Regions from separate parts of the Mus musculus genome. Here regions 1, 2, 3, 4, 5 and 6 are each linked to region 7. A link is a contact called in public Hi-C, HiChIP or PLAC-seq and promoter capture Hi-C data. All regions are on one chromosome and are shown on one strand. The core of a region is the stretch at or near the end of the contact, and the rest is flanking DNA. Distances in the headings are between cores, read along the strand shown. Region 1 has its middle 74 kb from the start of Gm42015. Region 2 has its middle 21 kb from the start of Gm30895. Region 3 has its middle 47 kb from the start of Gm30895. Region 4 has its middle 44 kb from the start of 4930413E15Rik. Region 5 overlaps Gm42015 (a long non-coding RNA gene). Region 6 holds the start of Iqcd (IQ motif containing D). Region 7 holds the start of Tbx3os1 (T-box 3, opposite strand 1).

The links. Promoter capture Hi-C pulls out the DNA fragments that hold promoters and counts their contacts. Hi-C and Micro-C count contacts between places; a contact is called where the count stands out from the background. HiChIP or PLAC-seq counts read pairs in DNA pulled down with a chosen protein or histone mark.
Region 1: an H3K4me3 HiChIP or PLAC-seq map of embryonic basal ganglia shows a contact between it and region 7, with 11 times the contacts expected there. The contact joins the enhancer-like site here to the promoter of Tbx3os1 in region 7. A contact is called at or near these places in 17 of 39 promoter capture datasets (the 3T3-L1 cell line, 3T3-L1-derived adipocytes, the C10 cell line and 12 more), 1 of 15 datasets of contacts at CTCF or cohesin (embryonic stem cells), 28 of 484 Hi-C or Micro-C datasets (the AML12 cell line, B-cell progenitors, CD4 T cells and 20 more), 17 of 115 datasets of contacts at active chromatin or transcription factors (craniofacial prominence, embryonic basal ganglia, embryonic fibroblasts and 12 more) and 3 of 9 other capture datasets (adipose tissue, liver and pancreatic islet).
Region 2: a contact with region 7 is called in an H3K27ac HiChIP or PLAC-seq map of the NIH/3T3 cell line, with 7 times the contacts expected there. The contact joins the enhancer-like site here to the promoter of Tbx3os1 in region 7. A contact is called at or near these places in 11 of 39 promoter capture datasets (the 3T3-L1 cell line, the C10 cell line, the HPC-7 cell line and 7 more), 1 of 15 datasets of contacts at CTCF or cohesin (the NIH/3T3 cell line), 4 of 484 Hi-C or Micro-C datasets (the G1E-ER4 cell line, the NIH/3T3 cell line, liver and 1 more), 14 of 115 datasets of contacts at active chromatin or transcription factors (the NIH/3T3 cell line, astrocytes, bone marrow-derived macrophages and 11 more) and 3 of 9 other capture datasets (adipose tissue, embryonic stem cells and macrophages).
Region 3: an H3K4me3 HiChIP or PLAC-seq map of craniofacial prominence shows a contact between it and region 7, with 8 times the contacts expected there. The contact joins the enhancer-like site here to the promoter of Tbx3os1 in region 7. A contact is called at or near these places in 14 of 39 promoter capture datasets (the 3T3-L1 cell line, the C10 cell line, the HPC-7 cell line and 10 more), 5 of 484 Hi-C or Micro-C datasets (cerebral cortex, embryonic retina, large pre-B cells and 1 more), 17 of 115 datasets of contacts at active chromatin or transcription factors (the NIH/3T3 cell line, cardiomyocytes, craniofacial prominence and 11 more) and 3 of 9 other capture datasets (adipose tissue, embryonic tail and embryonic trunk).
Region 4: a contact with region 7 is called in a Hi-C map of uterus, with 2.6 times the contacts expected there. The contact joins the enhancer-like site here to the promoter of Tbx3os1 in region 7. A contact is called at or near these places in 11 of 39 promoter capture datasets (3T3-L1-derived adipocytes, the C10 cell line, the HPC-7 cell line and 9 more), 1 of 484 Hi-C or Micro-C datasets (uterus), 11 of 115 datasets of contacts at active chromatin or transcription factors (craniofacial prominence, embryonic basal ganglia, embryonic forebrain and 8 more) and 2 of 9 other capture datasets (liver and macrophages).
Region 5: a contact with region 7 is called in an H3K4me3 HiChIP or PLAC-seq map of embryonic limb bud, with 4 times the contacts expected there. The contact joins the enhancer-like site here to the promoter of Tbx3os1 in region 7. A contact is called at or near these places in 11 of 39 promoter capture datasets (3T3-L1-derived adipocytes, the C10 cell line, cranial neural crest and 7 more), 1 of 15 datasets of contacts at CTCF or cohesin (the NIH/3T3 cell line), 8 of 484 Hi-C or Micro-C datasets (bone marrow-derived macrophages, embryonic stem cells, granulosa cells and 3 more), 17 of 115 datasets of contacts at active chromatin or transcription factors (craniofacial prominence, embryonic basal ganglia, embryonic forebrain and 10 more) and 5 of 9 other capture datasets (adipose tissue, embryonic stem cells, embryonic trunk and 2 more).
Region 6: a contact with region 7 is called in a promoter capture Hi-C map of liver, with 2.1 times the contacts expected there. The contact joins the promoter of Iqcd here to the promoter of Tbx3os1 in region 7. A contact is called at or near these places in 3 of 39 promoter capture datasets (the 3T3-L1 cell line, cranial neural crest and liver).

Annotation. Positions count from the first base shown.
Region 1 is chr5:118,767,154-118,770,711 of GRCm38.p6, reverse strand. No RefSeq gene overlaps it. Among named protein-coding and RNA genes, the nearest start is that of Gm42015, 74 kb to the left of the region's middle. Within about 2 kb of position 1,386, at least 16 of the 459 cell types and tissues checked have an H3K27ac peak or open chromatin away from gene starts, as enhancers often do. A contact at or near this core is called in embryonic basal ganglia, embryonic limb bud and neural stem cells, where this site is marked.
Region 2 is chr5:119,030,768-119,034,375 of GRCm38.p6, reverse strand. No RefSeq gene overlaps it. Among named protein-coding and RNA genes, the nearest start is that of Gm30895, 21 kb to the left of the region's middle. Within about 2 kb of position 2,210, at least 15 of the 459 cell types and tissues checked have an H3K27ac peak or open chromatin away from gene starts, as enhancers often do. A contact at or near this core is called in the NIH/3T3 cell line, where this site is marked.
Region 3 is chr5:119,004,488-119,008,010 of GRCm38.p6, reverse strand. No RefSeq gene overlaps it. Among named protein-coding and RNA genes, the nearest start is that of Gm30895, 47 kb to the left of the region's middle. Within about 2 kb of position 1,845, at least 21 of the 459 cell types and tissues checked have an H3K27ac peak or open chromatin away from gene starts, as enhancers often do. A contact at or near this core is called in embryonic retina, where this site is marked.
Region 4 is chr5:118,906,237-118,909,536 of GRCm38.p6, reverse strand. No RefSeq gene overlaps it. Among named protein-coding and RNA genes, the nearest start is that of 4930413E15Rik, 44 kb to the left of the region's middle. Within about 2 kb of position 1,421, at least 4 of the 459 cell types and tissues checked have an H3K27ac peak or open chromatin away from gene starts, as enhancers often do. A contact at or near this core is called in uterus, where this site is marked.
Region 5 is chr5:118,827,913-118,831,449 of GRCm38.p6, reverse strand. Gm42015 (a long non-coding RNA gene) reads left to right here. Exons shown (of 5, transcript XR_878725.1): 3 at 1-47; 4 at 566-685. Among named protein-coding and RNA genes, the nearest start is that of Gm42015, 14 kb to the left of the region's middle. Within about 2 kb of position 2,024, at least 7 of the 459 cell types and tissues checked have an H3K27ac peak or open chromatin away from gene starts, as enhancers often do. A contact at or near this core is called in embryonic limb bud, where this site is marked.
Region 6 is chr5:120,587,438-120,590,569 of GRCm38.p6, reverse strand. Iqcd (IQ motif containing D) reads right to left here and starts at 1,547. Exons shown (of 5, transcript NM_029408.2): 1 at 1,476-1,547. It overlaps Tpcn1 (two pore channel 1), which reads left to right and starts at 1,957. Exons shown (of 28, transcript NM_145853.2): 1 at 1,957-2,067.
Region 7 is chr5:119,669,970-119,673,431 of GRCm38.p6, reverse strand. Tbx3os1 (T-box 3, opposite strand 1) reads left to right here and starts at 1,924. Exons shown (of 4, transcript NR_166476.1): 1 at 1,924-2,181. It overlaps Tbx3 (T-box 3), which reads right to left and starts at 2,199. Exons shown (of 8, transcript NM_011535.3): 1 at 1,028-2,199. The coding sequence starts at 1,416.

The sequences.
Region 1 (3,558 bases), core at 137-2,636, 900 kb after region 7:
TTTGTTTTTGTTTAAGATTTATTCATTTATTATAAGTACAGTGTAGCTGACTTCAGACACACCAGAAGAGGCCGTCAGATCTCATTACAGATGGTTGTGAGCCACCATGTGGTTGCTGGGAATTGAACTCAGGACCTTCGGAAGAGCAGTCAGTGCTCTTAACCACTGAGCCATCTCTCCAGCCCCTGGCTGAGGTTTCTGATGGGAAGTGTTACTAGAGAATGCAGCTACAGACCTGGGGGTCCAGTGGAGGATGCATTCCTGCAGCCCCAGTGTGAATACACCCCCCCCCCGTTCACACGGCTACAGAGATTGCCTGTGGCAGGGTCCCTGTATTGCCCACCCACCTGATGAGCTCCAGCAGAAGTTTCTCAAGGTGTGAGTCACCTGTGGGGAGAGGAGGGAGTGGAACAAGCATTTACTACCAATTCCCTGGGCCTCACTCACTGTCTGAATGTCATTGGGGGTGGGGGGGGGTGTTTCTCTGTGACCAGGAGATCAAGGACAGTGACTTTGCCAAGGGCGAGCAGTGAAGGATGATCGATAGGTGAGAAGTTTCCGTGGGAAGTGGGTCCCATGACAGAGGTGAGTGGGTAGGGCCACTGCTGCCTGCTGCCCACAGTGATTCCTCACCTTGAAGGTGGAGTCAGAATCGGAGCTTGAGGAACATTTCTATTTATAGGTCCTGGGTGAGAAGAGATGCCTGCTCACAGAATGAAGTCTCCATGTGACACCTCATTTCTGACTTTGTTGGGGGTGGCTTGCAACCCAGTCTATGTCCAAAGAAAAAGGGTAATGGCAGAGCCCAGCCCTCACTGCCTCATCTTTAGGCACAGGAGTGTTTGAGTTCCCACCCATTAAATTCCAGGGTTGGGGAACAGAGCTCAGAGAAGCAGAGGAACCTGGTTTCTGTCAGAGGAAGGGAAGCTGGCAGGCACTCACAGCAATAGAAACTGCTGGACAAGACCAAATGAGCATGGCCAAAATGATCCTGTTCAACGGAAGCATGAGAAAAACAAAATCCAGGACTGGAGAGATGGCTCAGCGGTTAAGAGCACTGGCTGCTCTCTGCTCTTCCAGACGTCCTGAGTTCAATTCCCAGCAACCACACGGTGGCACATCTGTCGTGGGATCCGATGTCTTCTGGTGTGTCTGAGGACAGTGACAGTGTACTTATTTTATGCATAAAATAAATGAATTAATCAAAAAAATTAAAAATAAAATACAGTGACCTACACAATGCAGCATATACCGTACAACACAGAATCCAGAGGCCACGTAGAGAGCTGTCACAGCAGACTGCTGGGTTTTCTAAGTCAAGGCTGGGAGGGCCATTCTGCAGAACAAAGGGCCCTTGTGCAGTTATAACGAACAGACACATCATTAAACCTGCACGCACCAATAAGCAAGCGCAAAGAGAAGGCAGCAGAGACGCAGGCACAGTGGGAGATGCCCTCCTACCATCAGCTGCCTGAGACAGCTAGATGTGTATGGCCCTGCACCAGGCCATGCTGGCCCAGAGTGGGTACTGAATCTTTTGAAATGGACCTACAACAGAGGACTATTTAGTTACAATTTAAATTAAAAAAAAAAAACAACAACAACAAAACAAAAGAAACCAAGCGATATAACATTAGTGTCGTGTCCCACCCCAAGCCTCAACTGACCCAAATCAGCAGCCAAACCTAAGATCCCTGAGAGGACAGAGCCCTCTGAAGGCGGACCGCAGGAGGAAGAGTCTTAGTCAGATGTTTCTGAGCTTTAACACTGACTTTACGTTGAAAGAGAAGAATCTGGCTCTGTTGGGTAAAATAAAATACGTTGTTCAATTGAATGAATTTTCACCTATTTCTCTTGACTTCTTAAAGGTGGCTTCTAGAAACTGTAAAGTTGTACGGGACACACATCGTATCTCTTCTGACAACTGTCCCCGAATTAGGTCACAACAAGCCTATGAGAGAATGCTTGTAAAACAAACGAACAAAAAACAAGACGGTGAGTGGATGCTCTCTGGTAGGGCACGCTTTATGGTTTATACCCAAAGACAACTTTCCTTAACAAGGGGTATGAAAAGAGTCGGGAGAGTAACCTGACTAGCAAGATCAACTTAAACAAGGGGTCTAATCTTCACCTCTTACTTTTAACACCTCAGGTCGCATGAAGGGCCTCCTGGAAAGCTCTGAGTAACTGAATTTAGTCTGAAGAGTCCCGTTCTTCCCCACCCCCCATCCCCACCCCTTCCCTGAAGCCCAGGGCTACACATGCCTGTATATCAAGTGCAGCAATAAATTCAACATGCAATTACGATCCCAAGATCTAAGACCCGAGAGACAAACCTCTTAGGGAGAAAGCTGGGGAGCAAAGAAAGCAGAAGCCGAGACGATTGTAGGGAAATCTCAGCATGGAGAAAGCAAAGAGTACCAGACAGTGAACTGCTAGGAAAAAAGACACTGGACAAATCCACACACACACCCATAAAGTCTAAGTCAAACTGACAAACAGAAAACACACAAACGAACAAATTAAATTCCTCTCCTTTTCCCCAACCACCCTCCTCCAGAAGTGCCAGGAGCTGGTAGATTCTCTGGTAATCCGCTGCTATGTTTTGAGGTGCTATAAGGTCTATGTTGTTGCCAATGCTCAAATATCTGGGGGTACTTAGTCTTAGCTCAGCTTGGTCCAGGTTCAAAGAAAGAGCAGCCTCTCCTCTGTCATAAATGACCGGACGGTCACAGGTTGATGCTGCAGGAGAGAAGGGCCCGGTCTCTGTACTTGATGAGATGGGATTTTCTTAACTTGGCAGGGATGCAAGAAGTAGCAGGCCAGATGCAGTGTGCCTGTCTCAACCATGTGGATACCACCTCCACAGTCAGGCCTTGTACCTGAGAGGGCCAGACAGGATATTAATACAATCAAGGCACAAGAGCCCTGGGTGAACTGACTTGGAGTGAGGAGACTATTTTACATGTTGAGTAGTTAGCATGCCTTTCCCTAGGTGGCTAGAGCAGGCCCGTATGTTTCTAGTCTTAGTCTGGTGTGCCAATGTTCCCGAGTGTCATCTGGCTTCCTGGAACAGCTAGATTCAAACAAGCCCCATCAATGGTAGGACGAGGAGGGCATAAAGGCAGGGTGGTAGCCAATCATCTGAGAGGGCCCTTGGTCACTTCAGAGGTTCATGTTGGTATGGGCCCAAAGCAGGTGTTAGCCAATCAGAAAGACCTAGTGTGCTTTTCTCTCTCCTTTTATCTAAGAAGGATGTGAGACCATTGCAGGTGTCTGAGGCTGGGATCCCTGTTACCTAGTAACCACAGGTGTCAGCATCTGGACCGCAATCACTGAATAACATGCAAACCCATCAGGCTAATTCTCTTCAGAGAAAGCACATAGCCCTCTTCAGCCCTCCTCCTCCTCTTCCTCCTCTTCCTCCTCCTCCTCAATGCTAAACAGCACTTCTCATTGGCTTTTGACTTGCTTAGAGTTGTAGCCAGATGCTGAGCAATTTTTAACTTAAAAATTGAATTGACCAGGCTGGCCTTTCAAGGCTTTTTTTGGGGGGTG
Region 2 (3,608 bases), core at 961-3,460, 640 kb after region 7:
GTGAAGAACAGAGGAAGAGGGATCTGGAAATGTAAACCCAAGCCAAGAGAGAAAAGCCAAGATAGGCAGACAGATGTTTTCTTCTGTGGTCTAAGAAGGTCTAACATCCTCGGGTGTTGGCTCTCAGGGATGGGTAAGAGGACAATTAATTAGTACTCGTTTAGAGATTTCCAAAGAGCAGGGCAAGGCAGAGCTGGTAGAACTGGGTAGCTTTGCCCACAAGGTCTGAGATGGAGAACAGAAAGCAGGAATTGTGATTGCTTTATACCAGAAGGGAGTCTGGGTCCCACTTTCTTGTCGAATACCAACTAGGTAGAAACTGGTGTTTTGTCAGGTCCATGACCGAGGGACTCCTAGAAACAGTGTTCAGCTCTCCAGTCCTAAGGCAGGATGGACAAAGGGTTCAAGGCATAGAGACACCTGGGGGCATCTTACATCTCCACTCTCCATCTCTTTCCACTTCCTTGGATTTCTCTTCCCCTGGTGTCACTAGGAACTTGGGCACTAGGCGCCGTGAGCGTTTTCTGTGTTTAATCTTCACATTGGTCTTAGGAGCCAAATGTCACCTTACCTTCTTCATTTGACTCCTCAAGACTGTGGTTCAGGAGAGGGAGGGGACTTTCCTAAGGGAAAGGTACAATAGAACCCTTGACAGCAGACAGACTCTGGGGCTGTGTGTGCATGGTTGTGGGCACTACCCACCTCTATCACTGCACAGTTTTAAGGTGCCTAAGCTATGGACTCCAGTTTGTCTGTCAGATGCACCAGCCACTGGCTGAAGAGACAGCTGGAGAGAAGAGAGCGGCTGCTGGTTTTCCAGAGGACCTGGGTTCAGTTCCCAGCATCCTCATTGGGCGGTTCACAACCACCCATATCTACAGCTCCAGGGGATTAGATGCTGTCTTCTGGCCTCCTAGGGTGCCCCCCCCCCGCCACAGATACACACACATGCACACACACACACACACACACACACACACACACACACACACACACACACATGCGTGCACATGCCTGCATGCATATGCACACACATACACACTTGTAGAAAAAAATAGCTCTAAAACAAGCTCTGTCAGGGGTGGGGGTGGACTGGAGAGATGGGTCAGGAGTTAAGAGCACTGACTGCTCTTCCAGAGGTCCTGAGTTCAATTCCCAGCAACCACATGGCGGTTCACAACCATCTGTCATGGGATCCCATGCCCTCTTCCGGTGTGTCTGAAGACCATTACAGTATGCTCATATACATAAAATAAATAATTTTTTTTTAAAGTTCTGTCTTAGTTCCCAAATCACTTTAATTTTAGGGTTTTTTTTCCCCCACATTTATTTGTGTGTGTATGTGTGTGTGTGTGTGGGGGGGGTTGAGGTAAACTCCATACCGTGGCATGTGTGTGGAGGTCAAAGGTCAACTGTGAGAGTCAGTTCTCTTCTTCAGCTGTGTGGGTTGGAGGGATCCACGTAAGTGGTTGAGCTTAGCCACAGCACCTTTACCTGCTGAGCCATCTAGCTGGCTCCAGAGCCCATATTCTTAGCCTTTCCACCAACGTGTCTCCACGGTGCCTACTGATGACTTTTGCAGAGCTTTCAAGAGGGAAACCTTCACATTTAGGACCGGTACCACCTCCTTCCAACCTGCTTGCAAGAAAGAGGTTCTTAAATTCTCTTCTGAGAGAACACTATACAACCCAGCTCTATGGGGTGGGAGACACCCCAGGGGCATCCCTGGGATCTTGAGAGTGTCACAGAGGAGGCAGAAACATCTTTCTGACAGAACAGGGGTAACCTTTGAACTTTGAGATGCTCAAAGGCACACACTGTGGTTACCAAGTCTCCAACGCCCTGATTCGGCAAGCCCCTGGCAAACCCGCATTCACAAGTTCCTTTCTGTCCAATCCATAGCAAACCTGTTTCCCAATTCATGACAAGAAGATATTGTGTCAAAACCAAGTGACGTTGTGGTATGAGATCCAACACCCAGGGTACCCCCCCCCAAATATTCCCATTGTTCTGCCCTCCTCTGGTGGTGGGGGGTGGGATCCATCAACAGCCAGAACGATGAGTCAGTTTGTGGTCTGAGTAATCCGATTTTCAGACACTGGGGAGTTAGGGGTTTGAGCATGGACCCTGGCCAAGGGTGGGGCTCAAGGGGAGGTGATTTTCAGCCCAGCTTAGGAGTCATCCTGTATTCATCTGGCTTCTCCCTGAGGCTGCCAGGCTGAAGCTGCCCACACAGCAAAGGGCCCACATATCCCAACTCTGCCCTTTAGCAGCCCTCCAGGCAGAGAAGGTAAGTACCAAATCGTAGCCATGGCCGTGCAAGTGATACAAGGCTACCGTGAGGGCTGGAGGAAGAAGATGGTGGAAAGAAGACTTTGGCTCACAGTAGATCTTCAGGTCAGCACTACTCTCCTCTTTGTGCTACATGCTCACATGAAAGTTTTGGCGCAACTGGGTTGCTCACTTCTAGAGCATCCCAGACAGAAAACCAGAAATACTGTGTCCTAGCAGTTCCTTCAAAGGAAGGGATGTCAACAAAGAAAAAGGGCTAGACAGAGAGAAAGCAAAATAGCGTTGTGAAACTGTGGCTTTGGTGCCAGAGAGCAAGGCAGGGCTGCAGAGCCACCTGGGCTGGGTTCTGGGGCATGGGAAGCTACTCTTCTGAGTTTGTTGTCTAAATAGCCCGGGGGCCAAAGTCAACTTTGACTCCCTCTTCTCCACTTCCAGGCCTTCACTGCCAACAGACAGGACGTACAAGGCATAGGGGACGCTTCTAAAACATAAATAGGTTGCCCTTCTGTCAGAGAGTCATAAGAAAAAGAGAGACAGACAGACACAGACACAGAGGATGCTTACTCCCTGATCCTCTCCAAGTCTAATGATGGGGGGCCCAAGCTACTCCTGGGTATAGCAAGTGTGCAATCTTGCCTTTGCCTCTAAGGACATGACAGCAGGGAGCGTCCTCCTATTACAAGATTCGCTGGTCAATGCAGAGAGGCTTAAGAGTTCATCCTGTGATTCTGAGCCAGCTTTCCTAACACCTGGGGAGGTGGGTGATTGGAGAATGAGTCCAAGCTTCGGGCAGGAGACAGTGGTCAGCAAATCTGGGGGATGCCTGGGACCCTGAATCTTCCAGTAGCCGGAACAGCATGGAGCAGAGGCTCCCGTGGCTGATGCTCTGCTCTTCCATGGTTTCAGTCAATCTCTGATGGTCTATACAGGTTTCTGGTGGCTGCTGTCCCATCAGTGAGCTCTTTGTTGCTCTGCCCAGGAGAATCTTAAGGCAGGAAGGGGTTAGTTTGGGCTCTCATTTTCAGAGGGCTTTCTCTGTGGCTGCTTGGCCTCCCATGAGCTTGGGTAGAGCATCATCGAGGTGACAGGAGTGTCTTCACTTGAAGAGGAGCAGAGATAATATATTAAGCAAGGATCTGCCTCTAGGAGATCTCAAACCACCAGCTCCGAGGCCTTGTTTTCACAACCTTGCTGAAGAGTGCTGTGGCTGGGACCAGTCATTCAACACACAAGAATGTTTCTTATCTCAATCATAGCATCCATCTGTATGTTTCCCTCCAGGGTAGTGGGATGGATATATTTCCTTAGACCTTCTG
Region 3 (3,523 bases), core at 596-3,095, 670 kb after region 7:
TAGGTGAGTTCCCTGGCTGCACAGGACCTTGCCTCTCATTACCCCATCCCTACCCGACTGGAAGTACCTGTTGACAATTGTCTTCTCCCCACTTTGCTAGGTTAAGTGTATAGGAAGGTGCTCAGGAGGAGAGTCATGGAGGGTGTTAAACGAAACGCCCGTTTCTCCCCCTCTTAGCAATACAAAGCAGAAAGCCATAACCAGAGAGGACACACTAACTGACAATGCTCTTGCCTGGGTGGGTATTTCTGCTTGGCGAGTCTGGGACCCCTGTTGCTCCAACAACACACATACATTCCATTTTGGTGCCTGGCTTGACATAGACAGAACTGGATAGATATTCTGCCTAGTGTAGCTTCAAACTCTAGGGAGGGCGTGTTTGCAAAGGATTGGAAATGTCTGTCTTAAAAAGAGTCCTCCCATTTCAGCTGGAGAGCCTCCATATTAAAAACTGCCATATAGTCACTGGCTTGGTTGCTGGCTTTGGGATGCAAAGACCAGCACAACACTGTCTGTTGTTTTGATTTTTGCAGACCTACTGTCTGGCACTTCTCAAATAAGACATTTAAGATTCCATCTCCATTGTGGTGCATTTGAGGGCTAGCAAATTCGAGGCATCATCCCTGGGCTTATGCACCCAGAGAAGTGAGAAGTCAGAGTCATTTATCCAGACCCTCTATTGAATATAGAGACTGCACAGGTTATATGTTTGCTAGGTGCAAAAAGCAAAACAGGGAGCTAATTAATCCACTTGGTTAGAGGTTAGCCAACTACTGCAAGACACATACTTTCTCTGTCCTAGCTACATATTTAAGGGTGCTGTTGTAGCATGCAAGCAACACTGTCGAAGGGTGTCACCATGTGCCAGTAAAACTTTATTAGCACCAAAAGGCAGCTGTGGATCTTGGTCATCATTCCTACAACTGAGAAGTACTAAGGCACAGTATTTATGAGAAGTACTAAGGCACAGTACTTAGGTACTGATTGGTACCAGATCCTGGCGACATGGAAGGAAGGAAGATCTGCCTATTGAGTTTTCAATGTAGTGTGGAGATGGTGCCTTGTGAGAGACGCATGCAAGGGGGGTGGGTTGGCATTGTGGGAAGATAGAGAAGGAAATAAAAGGGATGTTGGGGCTTCGGGGATCTAGACAGAGTCAAGGGAAGTCCCGCAGAGCAGAGGTTTCCTGCCCTCCAAGAAGACCTGGGTTCAGTTCCCAACACACAGGTTGGGCTCAGAACAACCTGGAATTCCAGCTCCAAGAGTAACATATTCTCTCTCTCTCTCTCTCTCTCTCTCTCTCTCTCTCTCTCTCTCTCTCTCTAACTTTCTGGAAACTTCACCCTCAAACACTGCAGCATTAGAGGTGACCCCTAAACTGGGGTCAGGGGACAGCAGCCTCAATCGAGCTGGCCAATCCCCCTGAACTTGGGTGGGGTGCATCTGGATGTCTCTCTGCTCACTGGAGATGAGAGGCAAGGCCACCAGAGCTGGAGACAGGCGGCTGCCCTCCCGTCAGTCACTTGCCCACCCACAAAAGTCTCTTTTCATCCGAGGCACTGCAGCAAAGGGGACTGGCTTCTTCCCGTCCCGGTTTATGGAAGGCGACAGCAGAGGCGAGAAAACAGGCGGCGGAGAAGCCCATTACAATCAATTTGCGCAGCCTGCGCGCTCGCAGACAGACTCTGTGTGGACTGGATTCTGTTACTGGGGCTGGGGGGCCAGCCCGGCGGGGGGCAGGGGGGCCTTCAGGGAGGCTGGAGCCTTCTGCCTTCCGCGGATGGGCCCCATTAGGGCTGCAGGCTGGCGCCACTGCTGCGGGGGCTCCCACCCCGCGCAAGTCCCATCCCAGAGCAAGATGGGGGGGCGCCCGTGTTAGCTTAACTCCTGCGGCTCCCAGACTAATTGCCCACGGTGCAAACACGCCTCAAAGTGCTGCGGCCTCGTCAATAACAGGGTATTAGACGCTTCCATTCCGCAAGCATTGATCTGTTTCCCCTCCCTGCCTCCTCCTGGCTCCGCTCCCTGCTTTCCTCTCCCTGCCAGGGCCGCCTGGCTCCAGCTTTGATGACCCCCCCCCCAACACACACTTTAAAGTGTTTTCTAAGCGTGTGTTTAGCGTGAGTGGTGTCTAAGTGCTAATTGTTACACCACAGGTTGATTGGCGACGAGATGGCTTGCCAAGTCCCTCCAGTCTCCTGGGGGGCGAAGGGGGGGGGTCTGAGAAGAGGTGGGAGAGGGAAATCCTTGATGCTTCTGAGTTTCCGGTCCTCTTTGCACATTTTCTGGCCCCGTTGTTGCAGAGGGTAACCCCTACTATGATTTTATTGTTGTATTTTATTTATTATTTCTGGAAATAATACAAGAAAGAAAGGATTTTTTTACAGATGCCGGGTAAACTAAAGCCGGGGTGGATTTGGGGATGGTGGAGTTGGATCCCTAGGTCTGGATAGAACTAGATGTGGCGGTCCACGAAGGAACACCTGCAGTCCAAGGTGGTTCTGAGCTGCACGGCAAGTTTGGGACTAGCCTGGGCTACCTAAGACTCTGTCTCAAACAAAACAAAGACATGCCAGAGGAGACTGTGGCAACCCTTAGGGAGCTAAGTTGGGCCTGTGAGGTTGCCAGAATCCCTCTGTCCATCCAGAGATGGATTTCTGTGTGGAGAGAACAGTGTGAGCCTGTAAGGGACCAGAGAGGGATGAAGATGTTTTAAAAGATGTGCTCCTGTCCCTCAGTCCATCACACTACCGAAACAATGGACCTCAAGAAACTGGAATTTTCACACCTGAGAAGGAAAATTCTGAAGTCTGGTGTCAGTTGGGGTGATGGGGCTGTGGGTGGGGTGAGGGGTGAAGTGTGGCAGGGTGAGGATTTCACACAGTAGGGACAGGTTCTCAGACCCTCTTGCTGGGAACCCTAGAGCTGAGACAGTAATAAGTCAGAGTAGATAGACCAGACTCTGAACAGGATGGCACAGACATGCCTATCACTACCTCTCCCTCTATGTAAATGCTAATCTCACCTCAGGTCGCTTCCTCTCTCTGCCTTTCTTCCCACTGTGGCTCAAGGAATAAATTTCCCTTTTATGGTTTTTACTCTTTCGCTGTTTTAACCGGGGTGTGTGTGTGTGGGGGGGGTTGGGGTGGGGGGGGGGTTAAGGAAGGGTGACCACATTTGGCTTCTCAGGATAGAGGCTGTGACCCCAAGGTTGGAAGCAATCTGAACATGATAAATGACAGGTAAGTCCCCTCAGGCCTCCTATGTAGCCCAGGCTATCCTCAAACATAAAATCTTCCTGCCTCAGACTCGCAGATTGATGGTCTTACAAGCATGCACCCACCCCCCACACCTAGCCTACGGGTGCTTTTTCATAGAGCTCTAGTCATGCCCATTAGAGGCCCCAAACGTTCCCACCTGACTGGTGAGCCAACATTTCTGGGTGTGTGCCTGTTGCTTAAAGTATGCAGAGATGTCCAGACACCATCTTCCAGAAGAAGGGGTAGAGATTCAAGTGGCTGAG
Region 4 (3,300 bases), core at 172-2,671, 760 kb after region 7:
AGATAGGCTTTAGTTACCTGGCTGGGGGCTACAGCTAGGGACCATGAAGAGGAGGAGAGGGGAAGAGGAAGGAGAAATAAGGTGGAGAGGACAGGAGGTCTCCTTTAGATGCAATGGACCACACATGTCAGAGTGAAATGCCCCCTGAGGACAGACAGACTGCTGGAGCAGAATAACCCAGGTGGGACTCAAACACCAAGTATTTGAGGAACACAGCTAGGAAGTACCCAGGCCTTCATTAGAAGACTAGATTAGGGGTAATTCGCCCAGTAATTGTGCTAAAGATGATTAAATAAGTCTAGTAGGCCACGATTATTGGGGAGCTGGCCAGGTCAAATTAAAGACAAAATTTTTTTTAATTACATGTACAGCAACATCTACCCAGTCCCCCTACCTAGCACCTGAAATACTGTGCCACGACTGACTGCCTGAATGGAACAGTAAGAAGACCCTACTGCTCATACAAGCCAAGTCTCCACAGAGCAGTTCTAGCACGCCCAAGGTGTCTATAAGTGCACCTTGATATCAAACCAATTTTCAGGTGCCTTTATTTCATTCGAGAACCATTGGCCGGGGCTGGAGAGATGGCTCAGTGGTTAAGAGCACTGACTGCTCTTCTGGAGGTCCTGAGTTCAAATCCCAGCAACCCCATGGTGGCTCACAACCATCTGTAATGAGATTGGATGCCCTCTTCTGGTGCTGTCTGCAGACAGCTACAGTGTGCTCATATACATTAAATAAATAAATAAATAAATAAATAAATAAATAAGAACCATTAGCCACGTAGCGCCCTCCGCCCAGAAAATGAAGAACATGCCCTGTGCGGCTCCCCGCTGCCCCACAGATCTGAAAAGGTCCAGATTCAGAATCCAACTGAGTTTCACAACCAAGTCACCCACCCCCTTCTGGAGTGGAAATTAAAGAAAGAAAGGAGAAAGAAAAAGAAAAATAAATAAATAAATAAATAAGTAAAAATAGAGAAGGTAAAGCTGTGCTTTCTCAAGTACACAGCCAAAAACACGTAAGCCCTGCCGAGTTGCACAGCCAGCCACAAATCCCTCGCTTGAGGGCGTCTTCCAGCTGGCAGGACCACCGCTTGGCATACTTAGCCTTCCTCCATGGCTGGTTGTAATTACCAGGCAGATAATTATCCTGCCAGCCCACTTCCCTGAGACCTGTCGCAGGTTCGGCATACACACAATGATACAGGTCAAAAAGGGGGGAAGGAGAGGAGGAGGGGAAGACCCTTCCTTCCTCAGCCCCCTAAGCCTTCAGTCTCCTAGCTAAGCTGCCAAGAGGTCCCACTCAGAATACACTCTGAGATTCTACCGAGGGAGTGAGGGAGCGTGTGAGGATCCTAAATCTCCACACGAGTTTCGTCTCTGAATTACAAGCTGCCAGATACAGCAGCCCAGGGAAGCCAAGCACAGAGTGTGTTTGGTCCTGGCCACAGACAGTGGGAGAAGCTGCCGTGTATGCTCTCTTTGCTGTTCCTTGGAGAGCAAACATAAACTTTATTTTGATTTTCTTTCTTAAATGGCTAATCCGTTGGTCCCTGCTGCCCTAAAAGTGTAAACAGGGTGTTCCTCTCAGGGTGGGGGAGATGGCTCCTCTGTAAATATCCTTGCCAAGTCACCTTAACTTGGCCCAGAACACCCCAAACACACACACTCACACACACACACTCACACACACACACAACACACACTCACACACTCATACACACACATACACACACACACACATACACACACACACTCACACACACACATACACACACACTCACACACACACATAACACACACACAACACACACTCACTCACACACTCATACACACACATACACACACACACTCACACACACATACACACACACACACACTCACACACACACACATACACACAAGCACATGGCTAGGAACTGGAGATTGCAGGTGTGACTCAGAAGTAGAACACTTGCCTAGCTGCTTGTGTGAGGTCTTGGATTCCATCCCCAGTATGGAGAGAAAGTGGGAGATTTGGATGAATGCAGGAAAAGAGCTAATGCAGAGGACTCAGGCAGAGTTGGTTGATGAATCCCTCAGAATGCCTCACCAGACCACCAGTCATATGAAGCCCCCACTTCACTGGTGTTTTGGCGGCACCACTGCAATGACTAGATCGGCAAATGCACCTTCACACACCAATCATCAATCAAGAAAATGCCCCGCAGGCCATTCTGATGAAGGCAATGTCAGCTGAGGTTCCTCTTTCCCAGGTGACTTTACTTTGTGTCAAGTTGGCAAAAACCAACCTGCACACAGTCCAACCTCCACTTTTTGACCTTGAGGTTAAGTGATACAATGGCTGGCAGAGCACTTAGCATCGTTGAGGGCCCAGGACACTAACTATTGTTATAAGTTCCCTTTGTCTTCTCTGCCCCCTTTCGTGCAATGGGGCCCTTTGGGAGTTGCACTTTTCTGTGGCAGATGTCATGGCCTGGTGCACAGTGTGTGCCCAGACTGTGCTGTGCAATCCAAGTGTGTTCTTTATTAGTTTATTATAATTACTACAAAGCCCAGCACTGTTTGGCCAATAGGGAAATGGAGGCTGGAAGACAATTGGACCAGGCGGCAAAGGTTAACTGGAGGAATGTCTCCTGGGAGGATGGAAATGGCCAGGTGTCTGGAGTCTTTGCTCTTTCCTCCCTGTGGTCTCTGAAAAGCACGTGTCTCAAGTGACCCCTTTGCCTTAGAAAAAGTCACCCAGACAGAAGCAGACTCTCCTTCAGCCACGTGGAAGTTTGGTGAAGATGTATGATTCTGCCAGGCTCTCGGGAATTTGGTTACATTGATCACTGGATACGATATCCCCATGAAAGAATGGCTGTCACCACTACCACCACCAGCACCACAACTGTCACCACCACCGTCACCTCTACCACAACCATCACCACGGTTGCTGCCTTCACTACCATTATCACCTCTACCACAGCCACCACCACCAACACAACCCTCAGTATCATCACAGACCATCTCTACTACAGCTACGATCACAATCATGACTACTTCCACCATGACCATCACCACCATGGTCACCTTCACTACAGCCACCACCACCATCAATACAACCCTCACTATCAATCACCCAGACCACTATTATCTCCAATATAAAAACCACCACCTCTACCATAACCACCATCATCACAATCACCACAGCCATCACCATCATTACAGCCATGATAGGGTAGTTAGACAGACAGACAGATGGACGGATGGACGGATGCATAGATAGGTAGGTAGGTAGGTAGGTAGATAGTCA
Region 5 (3,537 bases), core at 775-3,274, 840 kb after region 7:
ATGTGAGAGAGAGAACAAACTTCTGATGAGGATAGATTCATACTGAGGTGAGGGAACCCCTGGCGAACTGTCTTTAGGGGACAGTTACTCAGGTGCAGCAGTTGGGGGCAGAACCACCAGTGTATACTCATTATTTCCAGAGGTTCCAAATACTGGCTCAGATGGACCAACTGGGGTTAGGATTTACTGGACAGAGTTGACATTGTATAGCTATTTTCTCCAAATTGGAAAAACAAAACAGCAACAAAGACAAACAAACAACAACAAAACAAAAAAACAAAAAACCCTTAGTCTTCTAGATCAGTAGTTCTCAACCTTCCTAACGCTGTGACCCTTTAATACAGTTCCTCATGTCGTAGTGACCCAAACTATATATGTATATGATGTATATGTATATGTATATGTATATGTATATGTATATGTATATGTATATGTATTGTATATGTATGTGTGTGTATATATATATATATATATATATATATATATATATATACATATATTGCTACTTTGTAACTGTAATTTTGCTAGTGCTATGACTTGTAATGTAAAAATATCTGATCTGCAGGTATCTGATCTGCGACCCTCAAAGGGGTCACGAGGCACAGACTGAGCGCCGTTGTGGGTCAACAAGACTCGGGACCAGAGAGACAGGAAACGTCCTCCAATCCCCAAAGCCTCTCCTCAGGTTACTAGAAGCAGTTTTGAGGTTTCCACTGCTTTTGTTTGTTTGCTTGCTTGCTTGCTTGCTTGCTTGCTTGTTTAATGTCAGGGAGAGGAGACTGTCCTTAGGTCTCCAGCTTGTGCAGGGAGCTCAAGGGCTTGACGTCTGTGAGTCCCCGCCCACGTTGGGGTGGGCTCTTCAGTGATTGGACTCCGAGGGTTCTGATGTGACCAATGGATCTCTGAGGGAGTTGTAAACTCAAGGCAACTCTGATCTGGTAAAAACTAGGGATATGGTGCTGAGTTCGAGAGCTGAGTCGGGAGGGGGAAATGTGGCCTACAAAGATGCATCTTGCCCTCCCCCCCCCCACCTCTGCCCCTTCTCCCCGTGCCCTGTCCCTTCAAACTCTGCTCATTGGGGAACCAATCCCAACAACGAACCAAACCAAAAGAAAAAAAAATGAACTTCTGTGATCAAAAGTCAACATAATTCCCTCCTCCTTTTCAACTGTTCAGAGGGCTGGCAAGACGGCTTAGCCGGTGCTTGCTGCCAAGACTGCTGACCTGAGTTCGATCCTCATAAGCTGTAAAGTCTAGGGAGAAAATGGATTCCTGTACCTTGTCCTCTGACCTCCACGCCTAGCCCATTGCTTTCTCCCTCACCACACCCCGACATCCCCATACCCCTACATCCCCACTCACATAGGGAAAGGGAGCAGGGGAGAGGATAAATTTGTAAGTAGGCAAATAAATGTGATTAAACTGTTTTTGCCTGATAGTTCTCACAGTGATGATGATAACAATGATGATGATGACGATTATGAGGAGGAGGAGGAGGAGGATAAAAGCCACCTTGAGATTATTCAAAGCAATACGTGTACTACGCCTTGCCATTTTCTATAGCAGATTTGGAGGCTCATGAATCTGTGTGAGGTTCTGTGGATCCAGAGAGACAGCTCTAATTAGGCACACATTGACCTGAATTAGATGGAAAACAGTTAGCCATGGGTATTTTAGATAGTTCTACACACATACCCTGCTAGAAAGACCCACCCACCCTCAGCCCTCTTGATGGAGACAGCCTGGGCCATCTGGCCAGAGCTTAAAGGCCCCTGACACTTCCCAACGCTGAGGCTCCTTCTGCATTAATCCCTGGAATTAGCTTCTGGCCCCACTGGCTCCGTCCCCTGAATTACTGGAGTGCAAAGGTCAACACATTAAGCGGGGCAGAGCAATACCAGGCCGTAAACCCCCCAGGCAGCATGGAAGGCTCAGTGATATTTCACGCGGAATCACCCGGCCACCAATGACCCCCATATTGGAGCTGTTGTGTGTATGTGTGTGTGTCCCGGACTGTGTTTATGAGCCTGGCTGAGCCCTCCTGGGCAGCGCCCCCACACGCTGCCCTTTGATCACAGAAACCCAATACCCAAGGCCTGTGTTTTATGGACAAGCAAGTCTAGATTAAGAGAATTAACCACAGCGGTCACAACTCATAAAAGGAGACCTGGACCTCACGGCACTGTGGCCTAGGGGGCGGAGAAAAGGGCGGAGGGGGAGCAAGGATGGGTCCCAGGGTCCAGTCCATGGTAACAGTCCTACATCCCTCCAGAGCCACAATGGACAAGGAAGACAAGCATGAGTGTGTGCAACCCACATGAGAGTTGGGGACTTGAACCTCAGCAAAGTCAGTTTCTCTTCCCAGCTTACACCAGGCTCCCAGGTTGTCTGCCCCTCCATCCCATTTCCACAGCCCTCCCAACGTCTGTCAAATAACCAGATAACCACACCAATCCCCGCATCAGGCACAGCTGAGAGTTGAAGCGTGCCTCCCCAAAGGGAATGTTTGAGTCCCAGGCCCTGGTACCTGGAGACATTACCTTATTTGAAGATGATGTCATTAAAAAGGTCATGAAGACACCAGGGCATGTCGCTGGGTTTAGAGTGGCCCCTAAATCCAGTGGTTTTACATCTTCCTGTGACCACAGACGTTGACTAGGAAGACACGAACACAAGCCAAAAGTCTGCCTAGTCGTGGTGGCCACCACGGGCCACTCCTGGAGAAGCAAAGGGTGGCTCTCCTGTTAGCCACGTGGAAAGAAGACACCGACCCTGCCCCTTTCTGTGTGTAGGTCTGTGCAAACACTTAGAGGCTTTATATAAGGGGCTTCTGGCTGCCTACACTTTGAGACAATTAGAGTCTTCTAGCTGCTTATATTTTTGCTGTGTGTGTATATATGTATGTGTGTGTGTGTGTGTGTGTGTGTGTGTGTATGTGCAGAGATACACCTGTTTGTATGTGCATGTGTGGGCATATATGTGTGCAGAAGCCAGACTACAGTCTCTCGGGTGTCTCCCCTCAGGAGCAGTCAACCTTTTTTTTTTCATTTTTTTAAAAAAAAAAGAAACATAGAAATGTTTTCTATTAAAAAAAAATGTAGCTGGGCATGGTGATTAAACATCTTTAATCCCAGAACCAGGGAGGCAGGCAGATCTCTGTGAGTTTGAAACCAGTGTAGTCTCTATAGTGAGTTCTAGGCTAGTCAGGGCTACATAGCAAGATCCTATATCAATCAATCAATAAACAAATAACAGGTAAAGGCTTTGTCTTCATGCCAGTCAGGAAGAAATGGAGAGTGTGAAAGGCAGACATGGACAAAGCCACAAGGCCAAAGCCCTGCCCTAACTGGTGCTGACTGGTAAACTCGCTGTCCAGAGCAGTCCCTTGGGCACTGCTGCGTCTCATGGGAGACTAAAGGAGTAATTTTTGCAAATACAAACCCTGTGTTTGCTTGTTTGTTTGTTTGTTTGTTTGTTTTTAAATAATGCAACTACTTACTTACAAAAGCGATGGGAGCATCCAACCAGTAGAATATG
Region 6 (3,132 bases), core at 298-2,797, 920 kb before region 7:
GTGTGGCCCTGTTGGAGTGGGTGTGGCCTTGTTGTAGGTGCGTCACTGTGGGTGTGGGCTTTAAGACCTTCATCCTAAACTGGGCGTGGTGGCGCACACCTTTGATCCTAGCACTCTGGAGGCAGAGGCTGGCGGATTTCTGAGTTCGAGGCCAGCCTGGCCTATAAAGCGAGTTCCAGGACAGCCAGGGTTATACAGAGAAACCCTGTCTCGAAAAACAAGAACAAACAAACAAAAGACCTTCATCCTAGCTGCCTGGAAGTCAGTCTTCCGCTAGCAGCCTTCAGATGAAGATGTAGAATTCTCAGTTCGTCCTGCACCATGCCTGCCTGGATGCTGCCATGCTCCCACCTTGATGATAATGGACTGAACCTCTGAACCTGTGAGCCAGCCCCAAATAAATGTTGTCCTTACAAGAGTTGCCTTGGTCAAGGTGTAAAGCGAGCAGTCAAAACCTAACTAAGACACACACTAAGCACTCAATAAGCCCATGTTAAATATGTGAATTATTCGTTGTATGAGCCAAGAGAATGTCCTAGGAAATGCTTAGACAGAGGGAGTTAGGGTAGAATAAGTCGTGGCGGGGATCACTGCAATTAGCCTGGCAGTCACAGCACACACACGTTGTGAACATACCTTGTGCACTCACATACACGTAGGCACCCACAGATACATATAAAGTAAAAATAAATAAAGCTTTACGTTATTTTAAAAGAGCGTGTACGGCTTTTTGAAAGGACTAGAGTTTAGTCCCCTGCACCTATGACAGGTGGCTCACAACTGCCCACCCGTAATTAATTTTAGCTCCAGAGGATCCAAAACCCTTTGTCTGTATTCACATTCACATACCCCACCAACGCAGACATAGTGATAATAATATTAATAATGATAATAAAACTTTAACAATTAAAGGGGAAAAAACCTAATTAGACCAAGGGTGGTGGCACATGCTTTTAATCCCAGTACTCAAAGGCAAAGACTGGTGGATCTCTGTGAGTCTGAGGCTAGCCTGGTCTACAGAGTGAGTTCGAGACTACATAGTGAGACCTTGTTCCAAAATCAAAACAAACAACAAATCCTTATTTTAAGCATACACTGAAGGGGGTCACGCACCCAGCAAGCTGACCTCTGAACATAGTGCGGACAGTGGGCACCAAAACAAACCAACCCATCCAATTACTTGAACTAAGTTCACTCGATGTGAACTTCACAAATGGTATCAGTAAGAGATGAGGAGAGGGACTATGAAATGGCAGGTGGACCAGACAGGAAGCAAGACTATCAGAAGAGGATACTTGATGGTGCTTGCAGGAGGCCTAGAGGAGGACAGGATGGAGGTTGGGCAAGGGAGTGAGGACCTGGAGCTGGACGGGATGGCAAGTGGGGCGCGGACGCCTGGAGGGGAGAAATCACTGGACGGCGTGCCTACTAGGTGCACACAGCCTGCAGCCTGGGGCTTCCCCGCTGTCACTCACCAGCTCCTCAAGATGCAAGTTTCTTGGCCCACAGTTAAGCAACTCGGCGGCCCTTATGTTGCTAGGTTACGAGCCACTCTTAGAAGGCGGGACTTTGAGTTTGACTGACATTCTTTTTCACCATTTAACTTCGAATCGGGTTGCGTTGGCTCCGCCTCCTGAAAGATGGCCAATCAAAATCCCCGCCTCTCTGACGTTTCGCCAATGGAAAGACGCAGGATTCCTGTTGGTTGCGCGAGTGAGGCGGGGGTGGGGGTGGGGTGGGGAGGAAAGGGGTGTTGCTTCCTCGCCCCGCCCTCCCTTTGGGAGGAGGGCTGTGAGAACGCTGAGTGACGTGTAGTCTACCCTGTCAAATTTCATTGCGACCCCTCTGATGGCCAGTAGGCTGTGGCCTAGGGCCGTGGGCGGGGCTTTCGGGGCTGAGTGACAGGAGTCGGCGGATGCGAAGGCTGGCGCAGCTGCCGCTGTGGCAGCGGTGAGGCGGCGGTGGCGGCTGCTGAGGCTCCGCGCTGGGGATATTGGCGGCGGCAACTGCGGGCTGAGCTACGCTGTGCAGACCCAGTGCACAGTGCGGGATCCCGGGACGGCGCGTGTAAGGATCCGAGGGGTGCGCGATCTTGGCCCGAGGGCAAGGGTCAGGGGTCAGAAGGTGCAGAGAAGGGGCTGGGGCTGAGTGCTCCAGAAGCCCGAGGCGGGGCCCTGGGAGGTGGCCGGCATGCTCTCTCCTTGCGGATCCCCTTCTCTCTGCACCCCTTTTCTTTGGCCTGACTTCCTGGGGCGACCCGGATCGCGATGGGGATCGTGGGGAGCTAGAGCCCCCGAGCGACCCTTCCTCCCTGCTCACCTCCCTGCTGTGTCCTCTTGTGACCTGGCCGGGGACTCCTGCCTGGGTCAGTCTGCCTCAGGGGACAGATCGCAGGATGGCAGCTAGCTATCTGATTCCGGGACCTTCTTCCAGGGGTGACCTTACCCCAGGGGTGACTCGCTGGGTCTCCGCTAGAGAGAGAACCAAGGTCTGCCAAAGGGCTGGACCTTAGGAGCTCCGAGTCTGCTGTGTGACCTTGGACAGTTTACTTACCCTCTCTGGGCCCCGTTTCTTTCTCTTTGAAAAGTCATAGGCTCTTCAGGAGGCAAAGGCAGGAGAATGGCAACTTCAAAGCTTCAAAGCTCCATAGGGATATCCCTACCACCAAAGACAAAAAACAAGAAAGCGGTTGGTGGATTTCGCCTAAGTGGAGTGCAGTTTCTAGGAATAGTTGGTGGGGCTGCGCTGAAGTGGGCAGTGTCCCCTGCGTTCCATGACTACTTGTGGCTCTTTACTTGGGAGAGGCCACGCTAAGCTGCCTCATGTATCAAGTGGGCGCTAACCAACTGAGGGCAGAGCCGTTGAGTCGGAGCCAGGAGGTTGTTTCCTGTGGGTGGGGTCTACAGCTGTGTACTGTAGATGTTCAGTAGCCTCTCTGGACTCCCTCGCAATCAATCCCAAGTTGTGATGCTGGAAATATTTCTAGACAGTGGGGACAAAGTCACTCCAGGCGAGAGCCATTGAGGTGAGACCAGGCATGTTAGAATGGAGTCATGCATCCCGCTGTTAAAATGTAAAACCCACTGGGAGGATCTCCCTAGGATGCTAGTGACGAACATTAGAAACCTGTTG
Region 7 (3,462 bases), core at 675-3,174:
GCTATAAACCACATTCCTCTACTCTGTAGGCCACTGCTGTTTAATTTCACAGAAGTGCTGGCTTTCTGTACTTTTGACTTAAAAGGAAGTGCCCGGTTATGAAAACCCGACTAAATGTCTTGTGGCTTGGAAAACGATCCCGTGCCAAACTTTGGCCTCAAGTAGCTTGGAAGGAGACCGAAAGTGGGGTTTTATTTTCGTGCCCTTCCAACTGGTATCTTGATAAACCTCAATGCTACCTACCTCTGGTTTTGTTTTTGTTTTTGTTTTTCTTAAATCGGTGGTTTTAAACACTAGTCATTGGGGTCCTTAATAGACTTATTTCGGTCAGGCAAGGGCACTAAACATTACGTAAAGTGGTAACAATATTCAAATACAAGGTGCATAGTCTCATGGGTTCCTTGGGTCTACACACATAACCTTAATTGTAAAAATTGCCTGCTACGGTTTCCCTGGGCTTGCAGACTCCGGAGATGGCAACGGGAAAGAAACCCGAAGGTCCTCCCCTCTTCCACTGATTTCTCTGTCTCACACCATCAGGCTTAGGTCCCCTTCAGCCCCAGGGACAAGGCTGAAGAGTAGAAAGGGCCTGCGGAATCCTCCCGGGTCTCCCACTGCTGTCTAAGAGGGGCTTTAAGGTCTGTCCTGGGAAATAAAATCCAACAGAAAGAACTAAACGTAAAGAATATTTCAGAATGGCTTCACAAACGGGCTTCCTGCAACAAGGTGATTTTCTCGAATGCTGCAGAAGCCGAGTGCGCGGTCTCCTTCAATGGAAAACACCCTGTATTTTGTAAGGAACCCCGGATACGAGTCCCTAGGAACCATACTGAGGGCCCGGGTAGGCTGAAACTTCCTGACCCTTAAGGCAGGGCCCTGGAGTCTCCGCATATTTGGGGGGACAGGAAGTTTTCGTTTCAAACGTCAACAGTCAGCCAGAATCTACTGTTTTAAGAGTCAGACAAAAGAGATGTGAAATTTTTCAGATGGTTTGGGGGGAGGGGTCCCCCACTGATTACTTACTTACCTTCCTGACTTCGTGATGACCATCTCTGTACCCCGCTTGTGAAACTGGTCCCAAAGTTCCTTGGCCTCCAGGTGCACCTTAGGGTCATCTTCTACGTCTTCTTCGGGTTCCATGGTCTTCAGAGGCCTCAGATGTGCCTGGGGTCCCAGGGATGAGAAAGGGATGCCGGTCTCAGCAGCCCCCACTAACTGATCCATGATGGGCTTGGCCAGAGCTCCGGGGAGCGAGAGCGCCGCGGCGCCGTTGGGAGGCAGCGTTAGCGCGGGGAAGAAAGGCGGCTGGTGGCCCAGTACCGCGCTCATGGCGAAGTCCGGCGCCCGGTGAGGTAGGAAGGGATGATAGGCCATGCTTGTCCCAGGGATAACCGGATCTCTCATGGAGAGGCTCATCCACTCCAGACAGGGAACCAGTCCGCAGCTGCTGGCTTGGCTCCGCTTTTGTTGTTGCTTTTCAAAAATAATAATTAAAAAATTCAACAGCGACGCATAGTTTTGTTTAAAATAAAAAAGAGGGCAAATTACAAATAAAGCGTTTGAAAGGGAGGGGGAAAGTGTCTTTGGGGGGAAGAGAACGCCGCTTTTAAAGAGGACAAAGCGGCAGCAGATCTGGAGACATAGCCGCTGCAGGGGCTGTCCTGGTGCGTGGAGTGTGTTGGAAAAGCCGCTCCTGGAAGTCGGTTTCAGTAGGGCAAGCAGCAAGCAGGGGCTCGACTGGCGCCCAAGCCCTGTGGCTTAGCTGGAAATAGACACTGCAGCCCTTTCCCGGGGTGGCTCCCCGGCTCCCACGCTCTTTGTTGCCAAAGCGCAAGGTTCTCGGAGACTTTTTTTTTTAACCTTTTTTTCGACTCCTTCCCCCGCCCCCTAGCTCTTCTCTGGCTTTCTCGCAGGAGGCGTCTTAGTTGAGCTAGACTCTGGCTTTCACAGGCAGCGAGATCAAGGGGGGGAGGAAAAGTCTCTCCTTTAAAAAAAAAAAAAAAAAAAAAGCGATTTAAGCCCCTTTCCAGCGGCGCTTTCAAAACTAGAACTGCGAAGCTGGCTTCGGTTCGCGATCCTCCTCTCTGGCTCCGGGCTGCGCGCAGAGTCTGGGTGGCGAGCGAATGGTGCCTGCGATCTTCTGCCTCGGGGAGCCGGCTGTCTTCCTTGTGCTAAAAAAACGTGAGCGAAATCGCTTTCCTAAAAATAATAAATTAAAAAAAAATCAGCGTCCGGGCACGCAGGGCGAGGGAGGATCAAGAAGACGGGTGCAAAAAAAAAAAAATAGGAAAGAAGGAAGAGAACGGAGTGATTGGGAGCTGGAGTAGGCAAGTAGAGGGAGGGAGAGAAAGAGAGAAAGAGAGCGAGCGAGCACCTCGCCACCCTCCTCCGCCTCTAGAATTCCCCGGGCGTCTGCTCGGCGGCTCTGGACGGTCCGGCAGCGCTGTGGGCTGCGGGAGCCCGAGGCTTGTTGATTGGCTCTTTGACGCTTTCGGACCAATTGTGTGGCTGCATAGGCGTGGTTTTCACAGGTCGAGTGCTGGGGGAATAGAGCCGAGTTATAAAAAGAAGGTGTCGGAAACTGGAACGTCGCTGCGCCGCGCGGTACTACGGCCTGTCCTGCGTTTATGTCAACATGATCAGAGGGGAGGGCGGGGAGCCACCAGGGCGCCGCGCGCTCACCAAAGTCGCCTCTAGGTGGCTGATCCAGAAGAGAGTTCGCAGCAGCCTGAGAGCTCGCCGCGGCTCCTCAGCTCAGCCTACGTCTGAAAGGCCTCAGCCATCCAAGCCGGGGGATCCGGGGAGGAGGCTGGGCCAGGGAGGAAGGGGGAGGGAGCGAGGGCGGGAGCCAGGCAGCTTGCCCGGCTTCCGAGGCGCCGGGCAGGGGCGCTCGCCTCTCGCGCGCTCCGAGCGCTACAGTTCAAGCCCGCGGCCGCTTCTCTTGTGCGGATCTGCAGCTTCTTCCCTTTCCCGGGCCCCGGGCTAGCCGAGCTGGCCGCCGAACCTCTCTTTCGGCCAATAAGCCTTAACAAAAGCTCCAGGCTCGCGTAGCTCTGAAGGGAGCCCCACATGGAACCGCCCAGCCACCTCTGAGTCAGATCCTCTAGCTCCTGCGCCCGGGTGCTTCGGATTCCCGAGCCACTAGCGCAGGGGATCCCACCAATCTTTCTGCCCGCTGCCTGCTCCCCACCCGCAGCCACGTGCAGAGACCCAAATGCCCCTTGGGATTCTGGGCCCGAACGCGCGCCGACATACTGAGACCGAGCCCCCACGCGGAAAAATAAACCACGCAAATGCATTCAAGGCCTGCGCGCCTGGCCCAGTCTACGCTCGGCTCGCTCCTTTTTTTTTTAAAAAATGTATTTACTGACCCTTTTGAGCCCAGCTCCTCTTCCATTCGGATGACGACACCAGTGTTCCACCCGGATGGGGGTGTGGGTGTAGAGAGAACGAAGCAGCTGA